Linked DNA regions of Mus musculus: region 1 is linked to region 2. The links are chromatin contacts, called in public Hi-C maps. All regions are on one chromosome and are shown on one strand. Each heading gives the region's core, a stretch centred on a gene start, on an enhancer-like site or on the middle of the called end of the contact. The rest is flanking DNA. Distances are from core to core; before and after follow the strand shown.

Region 1 (5,944 bases), core at 392-2,891, 320 kb after region 2:
CTCCAGCCCCATGACACCCTCCCCTCTTTTTAAAAGAGTAACTTACAGCAAGAATTTTCTAAAAGTAAAACCAGTATATGAGTTGAGAATGATTACTCTTTAATAAAAAGTAAAATCAGGGGTGGGAGGAGAAAAAAAAAGTAAAATCAGTATATTTCATAATCTTCTGACAGTTACTTAAACAAATTTAAGTTTGGTATCCAGAATAAAAACTCATTTAAATGAATAAACCATTTTCTATAAAAGATTCTTCTGTATTTGTACAAATATAATATGCCCAAGAAGTCTACAGTTTGTGATCCTGTAGATGCAATATACACATTACTAAAACTTGCATGCATGAGAGAAACATTATGTTAAATATACCTAGCTTCAAGTCAATGAGCATGCATAAATTCCAGGCTGTTTCAAACTTCAGAAGAGGAGGAGACTAACCAGAGAAATTCACTCTCACCTAGATAAAATTTAAATCCAACATTTAGACTGCTTGATCCCATAACCAGGACAAGAATTCTAGTACATTACCTGGCAAACCGCTCTTTGTCATTACACATCTGGTCATCATCGCATCTGAAAAGAAAGGGCAGGGATTAATTCAAACCCTTGTACTTATATCTACTCCGCTCTGAAATAAAAACTAGAAATAAATAAAACTACTCAACAGGGAAAGATAATGGACCAGCACCACAAAGCAGCAGACACTAATAGCATCTGAGAGAACACTGAGAGCCGATGACTATCATGTCTCAGTGACCACACACAGAAAGATGGTATGATGAAAACATGAAATGTCTTGTGATTTCTCTAAAGTTGGGAATATATTTGGGGTTTTTGTTTGGTTTTTTTCCGGGGGGGGGGTGTTTTTTTGAGATGGGGACAGCTATGTAGCACTGGCTAGTCTGGCATTCACTCTCAACTTACAGACCCTTTGCCTCTGCCTCCCAATTGCTTATTACAGGTGTCAATCACTAAGCCTGACTCAGTTTGTTTGTTTTTTAATTGTAGCTTTAAAAAAACAAAAACAAAAACAAAAATCAAAAAACCAATAGAACAGCGTGTGGGTATATTTTTCATGTTTTCATTCTTCTGTGAAAAACAGGATCATAAATATGGGTATTCATCTAATACCCATATTTTGACCCTGCTTTAAGCTGGGTGTGGTAGCATGTGCCTGCAGTTCTTTAGGCCTACTTAGGCAGCTGAGAGAAAAGAACATTTGAGCCAGGTGTAGGAGGCTGGTCTGAGCAACACAGCAACACTCCACAAGGAATGGGGGATGGGAAAGAGATAGCCAAAGCCTCCAAGGGTCAGGGACCATTGCATAAGAGTTAACACTCTGAGTTAAGAGAAAGGGCAGACTGTTGTGGAACACTGCCTTCTGAAATGACATGAGCAATGCATACTTGAATTCACAACAGCTGTGACTACAAAAACTACACAACATCCTAGCATAGAAGGGGGGAGGAGTTCACAAAGCCACAAACCCCCTTGAGGATCTATAAGCAGTTAGTTGCTGGGAGAGCTTTTCTTCATTGTTGTAGCCCCGAGGAAAGTGTAATCACTCACACATACTACTGGTAAGCAACCCTAATGAAACATCCCACTCCAAAAGAAAAAGAAAAAAAAAAAAAGGTCACGAAAGTAGAAGAGGAACTAGTTGGGAAAAGGAAGGGGACTATCGAGAAGAGGATGTCCCAGGGTGAGGGGTGGGGTATACAATGCCTTATATATATGTATGAAAATATAAATTGTGCACAACTGAACCCCTGCATGCAGAATGCAAGTTCAAAGAGGATCAGTTCAAGTTGGAGGTCGGCATGGTCTAGACAGCAAGTTTCAGGCCATCAAAACCAAACTTGTGTTTGCAGCCACAGGGCAGATATGGAGGTGGAGAACAACTTTCAAGAACAACTCTATCCTTTCACAGTGTGGGTTCCGAGATCAGTCACCTCAAAAGCACTCTATGCGTTAGGTCTCTGTGTGTAATTATTGAGAGCAGCTCAGACTTGAATTCACAGCGATCCTTTTACATAAGCCTCAAGTGTTGGGATTATATGTATGTGCCATCATACCTAGCTCAAAACTAATTCATTTAGGGGCTAGAGAGAGAGCTCAATGATTACAAGCACTTGTTGTTCATGCAGAGAGCCCATGTTCAGTTCTCAGAACCCACCTGGCAGCTTACAATTGTCTGTAACTCCAGGTCTAGGAACCAGGCACACATACTGTGCAAGATACATATGTAGGCAAAACACACATATAAAAATAAAAATTTCTAAAGTCTTCAGAAAAAAGCTAATATACAAAGTTTTAGTATGAGCAATCGAATCTTTTAAGCTTGTGAGGCAAGTGACCCTGAGCTGTAACTTGTAAAGTGGCACCATATTCTCTTCCATTGTGACTGTACCATTTTACAATATCACAGTGTATAACTGTTCCGATTCCTCCACTTCTCTAGCAATTTTGTTATTTTCTGGGGGGTTACTTGTGTCTTTTTGAGACAGGAGCTCCCTGTGCAGCCCTGGGTTCCCTCTACCCATGGGAGGCTGGTGGGTATCAGTCTCCAGACTTAGCTCCGATTTTGTTTTGGTTTTGATAGTGGTCTCTGGATTGGATATAAATGTTATCTTTGACTTGTATACCTCCTAAATATCTCTGAATGATTACTAATGTCAACCTTTCACATGCTTCTTGGCCATTTGTATCTTTTCTTTGGAGAAATGCCTCTCCATGTCTTTTGGCATTTTTCCCCCTTTCATTTTTAAATTTGCTTTTACCAACTTTGAAAGTAATCTATGTTTGGTGTAAAACAAACAAACAAAAGCATTAAATTGAAACAAGACTACTCCCTAACTCTTCCTCTGAGAAAGGTTCTCCAAGATGGTAAAGCTCCTGGCTACTGCCTTCTGGGGATTCCTACTTCCCTCCTAACTGTGGCCTACAAGCAAGGACTCTGTGTTCCCAACAGCAGCTACATTCTTCCCGTCTTGCTTCCGGTCTTTGTACTTCCCTTTCCTTTTCTAGGAAGCCTCTCTAGCTAACATCCCATTTCACTTCCTTTTCACCACGTCAGCCTAAAGATGAAATGTGTCCTCCCCCAAAGTCTTGAGGTCTTCAGTCTAATATGGGCCTCAGTTACACAGCAGTAGTGTGAATACCCCTGTCCTATTGAAGTGCTCTCATCTGTCTAGCTGATTACTGTCCTCCCCACAAGAGGCGCAGCACATGAAGAGATAGACTTTAACTCAAAGGAGTCAGAAAATACCTCAATGCTCTAGTCTACTGATTATTCAGATTAGAAAGAATGTGAAAAAACAATACTGTGTTAGGGGTCACAACTTTATTCCCAGAATTAGAAGGCAGAGACAGGCAGACCTCTGGAAGTTTCAGGCCAGCCAAAGCTACAGAGTCAGACCTATTTACAACAAAACAAAAACAAGTGCTAAGCAGGGTGTAGTGGCTTGAGCCTACAGTAGCCTCTGAGAAAAGAGGCTCTCCGTACATTTGTGTAAAGCCTGGGCTATACAAGGCTTGATTGGATTACCAAGTGGGATTCTGTCAAACAAAATGGAGGTAAGTGGTGAGATGTTTCAATAGATAAAACATTTGCTGCCAAGCCTGCTGATCTGAGTTCCCAGAACCTACATGGGAGGGGGGGGGGGCGGTGAAGGGGGAGGGCGCGGATACCTATTCCTCCAAGTTTTCTCTGACCTTCATACATGTGTAGCACATGTGTCAAGATACACACACACACACACGCAAAATGTTTAAAACACACAATGACACACACACACATTCATTAAGTTCTCTTATAGCCACAAATACCCTCTAGGAAGATTTATCAACCTGGAAAGAGTACTCAACCAAAGGACAGGAGGTCAAGAGACAACTATAGATCAAGGCAAACTGTGCCACAACTATCACCCATTACTCAAATGCCCATTCATCGTATCTGTGAATCTTCTACTGAGTTGCCTATGTTGCCATTCCTATGAGACCATATAAATTCTCCAATTTCACTGACTGCACACTTACTGTTTTCCCTTTGGGCAGCTAGGCTACTCTTAGACCACATATTAGTCTATCTACCTCTTCTGTTTACCTGCCTCCAGTCAGTTTGTCTTATCAACTTGGTCATCAAAATGCTTAGAAGAAAAGGAAGGTCTTTCTTCCCCTACACTAGCAACAAAGGCATGCCTATACAGTTACTATCGCTGTCTATCCATGGACACTAACTGAACTGGATGAATAAAATTCAGAATTTCCTTCTTAGTACACACACGCAGAGTAGTGCTGGGAATGAAGCCCAGGCCGTGCACACGCTAAGCACACGCTTCACCACTGAGCTACACTGTAGCCCTATTTTAACCACTGTGCAGCATCAAGAGCACAGCTGCTGTCATTTCTGTCTTATCTTTTTGAAACTGTTTCCTATGTAACTTGATTAAGGTAGAACTCACTAAGCTGCTGCCATTACCCCAGTGCTGGAATTACAGGTACCATACTTGGCTGGGGGTATTATTGTTTTGTTTGGTTTTTTTAATCTTGTATAGATAAGGTCTGGCTATACAGTGCAGGGTGACCTCAAACTTGAACCTATAATCGTCCTGATTAAGTCTCCCCAAGGCTGTGTATCCCACCATGCCTGGCTTATGCAGTGCTGGGAAGGGAACCCAGAGCTTCATGCACTCTAGACAAGCACTGAATTAAGTTGTACCAAATTCTACTTAAAATAAATAAACATTTATTTCTATTTCTATTTGTGAGTGTGTGCTTTGCCATGTGTTTGGGAGACTGTGGAAGCCAGAAGAGGGCACTAGATCCTTTGGCGCTGTAGTTATAGGCAGTTGTAAGTTGCCTAAAGTGGGTTCCAGGTACAAAACTCTAGTACTCTCAAAGAGCAGCAAGCACTCTTAATAGCTGAGCCATCTCTCCAATTCCCACAGTTCTTCATCTTAAATATTAAATCACTTTTCAAAGGTTGTATCAGAATTGTAGTTTATTACATATTCTAGATACCGACTGCTGCTAAGATCCATGATTTGCAAGTATTTTTTCCCAATTCTACATTTTACTTCTTCAGGACAAGCAAAAAGAACTATTAGGACTTAAGTAAGTTTCACAAACTGGCAATTACATGATACAATGTGTTAAAGTAAACTTTGTCATTCAGTAAGAAAGGGGCAGCTCTAAAATAACAACAATAGGGGCCAGGGCTGACTCAGTGGCACAGTGCTTCCCCAGCATTCAGTAATCCCTGTGCCTGATTACTAACAGTGCAAACATGAATGAACATTGTAACATAGTAAATACATACCCAAGGGATTTTTTTATACTCAAGTGTTATTAACTGTACACATATGTGCTACATTTAAATACAACCAGCAACACCATCATGTCAACATTATTATGTGAATATCATCACAAACATGAATGATGAATTCTTTGCACTCTGAAGTTATAATAGCTATGTCCTATGTAATTAGACTTTTATAACTCCCATTATAATTGTTTGAACCCACGGTCATATAGTAGTCTGATAAGAACCAAAATGTTACAAAACTTATGACTACTTGATTTTGTGGAATAACTCAAGGTCAAAACTATTTGACAGTGACAAATACTCTAGTTACCCCTGTAGCATTCATACAACATAGGTCCAGTAACATCATGTGACTGTAATTAAGAATTCTCTAATGAAGACATTCCCAATAGTCCTGTGTGAAAATGCTATCTTAGGGGTGGAAAAATGGCTCAGTTATTAAGAACAGTTGCTGCTTTTGCAGAGGACCTGGGTTCAGTTCACAGTACTAACATAGCTCCAGACCTTAACACAATTGATCCCTTGATAGAAGAACCATTCAGGTTGTGAAATTCAGTATGTATACAGCACTACCTACCAAAACTAAAACAAAGGCCTAATCCATCAAAGTCTGCAGTTCTG
Region 2 (6,044 bases), core at 2,460-4,959:
TCCTTTCTTTGATTTTTGTGTAATCAGACTAGTTTGTCCCATAAAGAGAATTTTCGATGTGTTTCTGGAATGAATCACCCACAGTGTTTAAAGAGAGGTAGGGTGAAACAATTTTCAGAACCCTTGATTCCACTGATTTCCCAGGTAGCAGTTTGACTTGTATAAAGCTTATAAATCATTCAATAAATTTCCCTGGGGAGAGATAGGAATTTGGTTTTGTTTTTTGTGGATTTTGAGATTTATCTTTTTTTTTTTTTAAAGATTTATTTATTTTTTTATTATATGTAAGTACACTGTAGCTGTCTTCAGCACACTCCAGAAGAGGGAGTCAGATCTCATTACAGATGGTTGTGAGCCACCATGTGGTTGCTGGGATTTGAACTTCGGACCTTCGGAAGAGCAGTCGGGTGCTCTTACCCACTGAGCCATCTCACCAGCCCTTATCTTATTTTCTATGTATCAGTATTATGCTAGAATATATGTATATGCATCACATCTGTGCCTGGAGCCTACGGAGGCCAGAAGAGGGATTGGGTCCTCTGGGGTTAAGGATGGTTATGAGCCATCATCAGAGTGCTAGGAACAGAACCTAGGTCCTTTGCAAGAGCAGCAAACGCTCCTAACCCTGAGCCATCACTCCAGTCCCTGAGCTTGGTTTTGTTCTTTCATTTTGGTGAGGTAGGGAGTTGTTTGTTACAGGGTTTCATACTGTAGACCAGACTAGTCTTTTTTTTGGGGGGGAGGGGGGGTTGAGACAGGGTTTCTCTGTGTAGCCCTGGCTGTCCTGGAACTCACTTTGTAGACCAGGCTGGCCTCAAACTCAGAAATTCGCCTGCCTCTGCCTCCCAAATGCTGGAACTAAAGGCGTGTGCCACCACCGCCCAGCCAGACTAGTCTTGAACTCACAAAGATCTACTACCTGCCTCTGCCTCCTGTGCACAACTACACCTGGCTTCATATACACATTCTTATTCTCACTTTCTTGCTGTATTGAATTATCAACTATCAGCTGTTCTTTCTCTTTGTGGTTCATTGGTTTTGTTCTTTAGTACAGTCACACTATCATCTTGTAGAGTCAAGTTTAAATTTCTCTCCTTGTTCACATTATAATAGTTAAAATTATTTTTTTAAAGATTTATTTATTATTATATGTAAGCACACTGTAGCTGTCTTCAGACACACCAGAAGAGGGCATCAGGTCTCATTATGGATGGTTGTGAGCCACCATGTGGTTGCTGGGATTTGAACTCAGGACCCTCAGCAGTCAGTGCTGAGCCACCTCACCAGCCCAATAGTTATAATTATACTCGTAATTTATTAGAATCTAAGAGTCTTGCAGTCAGAGATTATCTGTTACTCTAATGCTTGAGCAAGTGCAAGGGGTATTTGGTGTGGGTCTTTAGAATGAGTAAGTGGTGATTAGCTGTTCACTTTTGTATCTGTTTTACTCCTGTACCATGCTTTAATTTTACTTAGTTATTTGTAGAATTACAGAATATTTTACTAGAACATGAGATTTATAGACGTTTCTAGATAAGCCATACAAAATGGTCATGAGCTCTTTTTTTCCAAAGATTAAAATCTACACTTTATAGCAAAGTCATAATGCTGTTAGTGAGGGTTGTGGTATTTGTTTAATATTCTCATTTTGCTTCAGACAACATTTACAGTATCTATATGAAGTTAGACTTGGCTAAGACTGTATCCTAAACTGGATAGCTGTGTTTAACAGCTCATGAGGGAAGGGAAGGTGTGTGTGGCAGCCAACACATACACACACCATTTATAAACAGTTCACATTGACACAAACGATGCTTCTAGCTCTGTTCCTGCTTTACCACAGGGACGTAGATCTGCTAATGCACATAATCACCAAAGATCACGATGCCTGGGCCTTTATTTTGTAATGTTTCTAAGGGTGTGTCGATTCAGTGTGAACAAAATATCTTGGCAGAGCAGAAGTAAGTGATAATACACTTGAGTGACTTCAGCATTATCCCTGTCCTCTGCTCCACACTAAATTGAACGTAAGGTGTCTAATCCAATCCTAATCACTATGCAGAAGCATCCTACAAAGCTGTGATCCCAGGGGAGAGCCGAGGGCTCATGCAGGTCAGCACACACGAGGAAAGGAACATGTGCTGGACTTTAAGGACACTTTGCAGAGAAGAGTGAAGAACTTTTGTCTGATGCCCCAGAGTTGACTTAACTTCTCTGAAGCTTGGTTTCCATGGAAGAGACATATTGTAGACTATTCTGCACTGCAGTGCAGTGAGAAGGGTGGGCCTTTGTCCTGATCTTCCTGAGGAGGGTATGGAGAATGTTTGCACAATGAAGGATGTGGGACAGAGAGGGCCAGTGCTTAAGAATATTTGCTGTCCTTCCAAAGGACCTGGGTTCAGTTCCCAGCACCCATGCTGCGTGACTCACCACAACTGGCTGTAATTCCAGTTTCTCATGTGCTCATACACATAAAATAAAATAAAAAGTTAAAAAAAAAAGTTCAGCTAAGCTTTGTCTTAATTACAGACACCTCATTCACTCTCACGAATTCACGTGGAACTGTTTCTGTCGGTCTGTGCAGAGTGTGATGGGGTTGTGGTGGGGAGATTTGGTTTATAGTCTGGTGGCACAAATCTATAATATTAACCACTCAGGAGGAGTTAAAGGACAACCTGAGCAACTTCTTGAAACTCTATCTCAATAAAAGTTTAGGCAAGAAAGATTACACGCTGGAAAACATGTGCTGGCACAGGCTAGTGTTCTCGGCATTTGGGAAGCTGCGGCAGAGGATCTTGAATTTGAGGCCATCATGGGCCTCATACATATGAGTTTAAGACATGGTTGCTCTACATGGTCACTCTCTTAAAACAAAAATAATTGCACACCAAGGCAATAAGAAAAGTGTCACAGAATAGTAAGAACTGTGGCATGGAAAGAAATTTCACTCAAAGGTTTTTGTTTTGTTTTGTTTTGGCTTTTAAGTGAGTTGGTTTAATTCAAAGTGGTACAGAATTCAGAGTACAATGAAGATGGAACAGTAGGCTCCAGTGGGATTCCAGACTGGGTTCACTTTAAATTCACAGCTGAGGTAGGACTTGCTGAATACTGGAGACAATGAGCCATTGCGTTAGTCACTTTATTCATTTTTTTTTAACAAAAATTTATTACAATGTACAACAGGCTCCAAGATAACACTCCATTCTAGCTATTAGTGGCAAAGATGTTATGGCAGGGAATCCAGATGTTTAAATAGGAATGGAAGAGGAGGGTCACCATCACCCCAGATGTGAGGAATAGCTTACTTTTTGCCACATTTCTTAATTCCACCTGTGGCCAGGGGGCCCTTCCCTGCGGCCTTGGCTTTTAGCTGCTCTAGTTTCTTCTGCTCCTCCTTTTGTTTCTGCCTGAAAGCCTTATCTTCCTCGTCCATCTCCTTGGCCTGTTCTTGGGCTTAAACCAAAACTAATTGCACATTATTAGAATAATTTCAAGGGCTTCTTTTTGCCACCTTCCTGGCCTGACATGATGCCTCCAGCCCCTTCCTTCTAATCATGATATAAATACTTTCTTCATTATTTCAGATAAAACAGGTGGAAAGAAGTTCTCCAAAGAATTTGAAGAAGCAAGTTCCAAGCTAGAGGAGTTTGTGAATGGATTAGATAAACAGGTGAAAAATGGGCCCTCACTAACAGAAGCATTAGAGAACGCTGGAATTTTCTATGAAGCACAGTACAAGGAAGTGAAAGTGGTCGCTAACGTAAGTAATTCTGGCTGTTTCATTTTTAATGCTTACATTGCTTACACATACATATATATTTTTATATGTGTATATATAAACACACACACACACACAACACTTTGTACTGGCTGGTTTTGGGTGTCAACTTGACACAGGCTGGAGTTATCACAGAGAAAGGAGCTTCAGTTGGGGAGATGCCTCCATGAGATCCAGCTGTAAGGCATTTTCTCAATCAGTGATCAAGGGGGAAAGGCCCCTTGTGGGTGGGACCATCTCTGGGCTGTTAGTCTTGGGTTCTATAAGAGAGCAGGCTGAGCAAGCCAGGGGAAGCAAGCCAGTAAAGAGCATCCCTCCATGGCCTCTGCATCAGCTCCTGCTTCCTGACCTGCTTGAGTTCCAGTCCTGACATCCTTCAGTGATGAACAGCAGTGTGGAAGTGTAAGCCAAATAAACCCTTTCCTTCCCAACTGCTTCTTGGTCATGATGTTTGTGCAGGAATAGAAACCCTGATTAAGACACACTTTTAAATTTTATTCTTATTGGATGGCATGTATGAGAGAGAGTGGGTAGGAACATATCCTATGGCACATGTGTACATCAGAGCATGACCTTTGGGAGTCAGTTCTCTTGTACCCTTGGATTTCAAGAAGCAGTTGGCAACAAGTACCTTTATCTGCTGCGCTTCCTGGACTCTCAGAAAATATCATGAAGGAGAAAACTGTAACAACAAACAAAAAGTGGCTAAGTCAGTTCTGCCTTCCTCTTGTCAAAATCTCAGCCATTTGAGTTTCTAACTTTGACTCCTTATACTAAAAAGACTGCTAAAAGCCCTGCTCATTAGTGTACTTTACATTTTCTGTCTTCTGTTTTGGATACTCAAGTTTTTACACTGCTCCCCAAAAGCCAAACCTCAGAGAAAAGAACACTACTGACATCAACCAGCTTTCCTCATGGTCTTTCTGCTGGTGCCGGCAGTTTCTAGTACATCCAGATAGATGTTGATAGTGGTCGTTGCGTGTGTTATATAAGAAGGCGTGTGCATGTGCAGTGCCTGGGTGTGCACAGGGGACGCCGGAGATTGTTGACTTCAGGTGTCTTCTCTTTTTTCCCCCCAAAGATTTATTTATTTTAATTTTATGTGTATGGGTGTTTTGTCTACATGCATGTCTGCACCACGTGCATACTGTGGGTTCTGAGTGAACCTGGGTCCTCTCGGGCCTCTTTATTTGAAACAGGTTCGATCTTTCACTGCACATGGATATGACTGTTTCAGCTAGACTTGCTCACCAGCAAGTCCTTGGGGGGGTCTTCCTGTCCTGTCCTGATCCTTCCATCCACGACGCTGTGTCAGTGCCACCACACAAATCTCTAAATGGGTATTAAGTGTCTGAACCCAGGTCCTGAGGCTTAAATGCAAACATTGAGCCCAGTGAGACATCTCCCCTACTTCTGAGTTCCATCTGTCTAGGTTCTTTTGGTGTTTTGTGTGTGTGTGTGTGTGTGTGTGTGTGTGTGTGTGTGTGTGTGTGTGTATGTGTGTATACGTGCGTGCGTGCACAAACGAGAGAAAGGTGGGGGAGATAAGGGTGAGGGTTTCTCTGTGTAGCCATAGCTGTTTTAGATTTCACCCTCAAACTGACCTTGAATTTGGAGGCCTGCCTCTGCCTCCTGGGTACTAGGGTTAAATGTGCATGCCACCATGCCAAGCTAGTGTTCTCCCCACCCCACCTCCTCTCTTAAGATTTATTTATGTATGTGGGTGTTTGTCTTCGTGTCCTTCTGAACACCAGAGAAGGAAGGACATTGGATCCGATGGGACTACAGTTATAGACATTTGTGAGCGGCCATGTGGGTGCTGGGAATTGAACTCAGAACTTCTGGAAGACCAGCCAGTCCTCTTACACTGAGCCATATCTCTAGTGCATGTAGCCCCATGCCCACCTGTCCTACCTCCTGTCCCTTTTGTAAGAATTTTTTGAGATTTTATTTATTTTTACTTTTTAAAATTTACTTTGTGCCTCTGTGTGCACATCTATGCACCATATTTAGTGTCCTTGGAGTCTAGAAGATTGTGTCAGGTCTACTGGAATCTGTAGATGGGTAAAAGCCACCCATGTGGGTGCTAAGAATTGAACCTGTGTCCTCTGGAAGAGCAATCTGCTCTTTAACCGCTGGGTCATGTCTCTAGTCACATGCCTTTGTATGCGAATGTTGTCTACATGTATGTATATGTACATGATCATAACATGTGTGCCTTGTGCCCTCAGAGACAGAGTTAGATCTCCTGGAGCTGGAGTTACAA

The links. A called contact is a pair of places that touch in the nucleus more often than the background predicts.
Region 1: a contact with region 2 is called in a Hi-C map of bone marrow-derived macrophages, with 26 read pairs. The contact joins two enhancer-like sites. A contact is called at or near these places in 1 of 15 datasets of contacts at CTCF or cohesin (the NIH/3T3 cell line), 6 of 484 Hi-C or Micro-C datasets (the Ba/F3 cell line, bone marrow-derived macrophages, cortical neurons and 2 more), 2 of 115 datasets of contacts at active chromatin or transcription factors (T-cell acute lymphoblastic leukemia and large pre-B cells) and 4 of 9 other capture datasets (adipose tissue, embryonic stem cells, liver and 1 more).

The regions. Positions count from the first base shown.
Region 1 is chr3:95,455,003-95,460,946 of GRCm38.p6, reverse strand. Arnt (aryl hydrocarbon receptor nuclear translocator) reads right to left here. Exons shown (of 22, transcript NM_001037737.2): 4 at 526-570. Among named protein-coding and RNA genes, the nearest start is that of Arnt, 24 kb to the right of the region's middle. Within about 2 kb of position 1,641, at least 24 of the 459 cell types and tissues checked have an H3K27ac peak or open chromatin away from gene starts, as enhancers often do. A contact at or near this core is called in bone marrow-derived macrophages, where this site is marked.
Region 2 is chr3:95,778,131-95,784,174 of GRCm38.p6, reverse strand. It overlaps Rprd2 (regulation of nuclear pre-mRNA domain containing 2), which reads left to right. Exons shown (of 11, transcript NM_001368178.1): 7 at 3,585-3,760. Among named protein-coding and RNA genes, the nearest start is that of Gm26361, 16 kb to the left of the region's middle. Within about 2 kb of position 3,709, at least 4 of the 459 cell types and tissues checked have an H3K27ac peak or open chromatin away from gene starts, as enhancers often do. A contact at or near this core is called in bone marrow-derived macrophages, where this site is marked.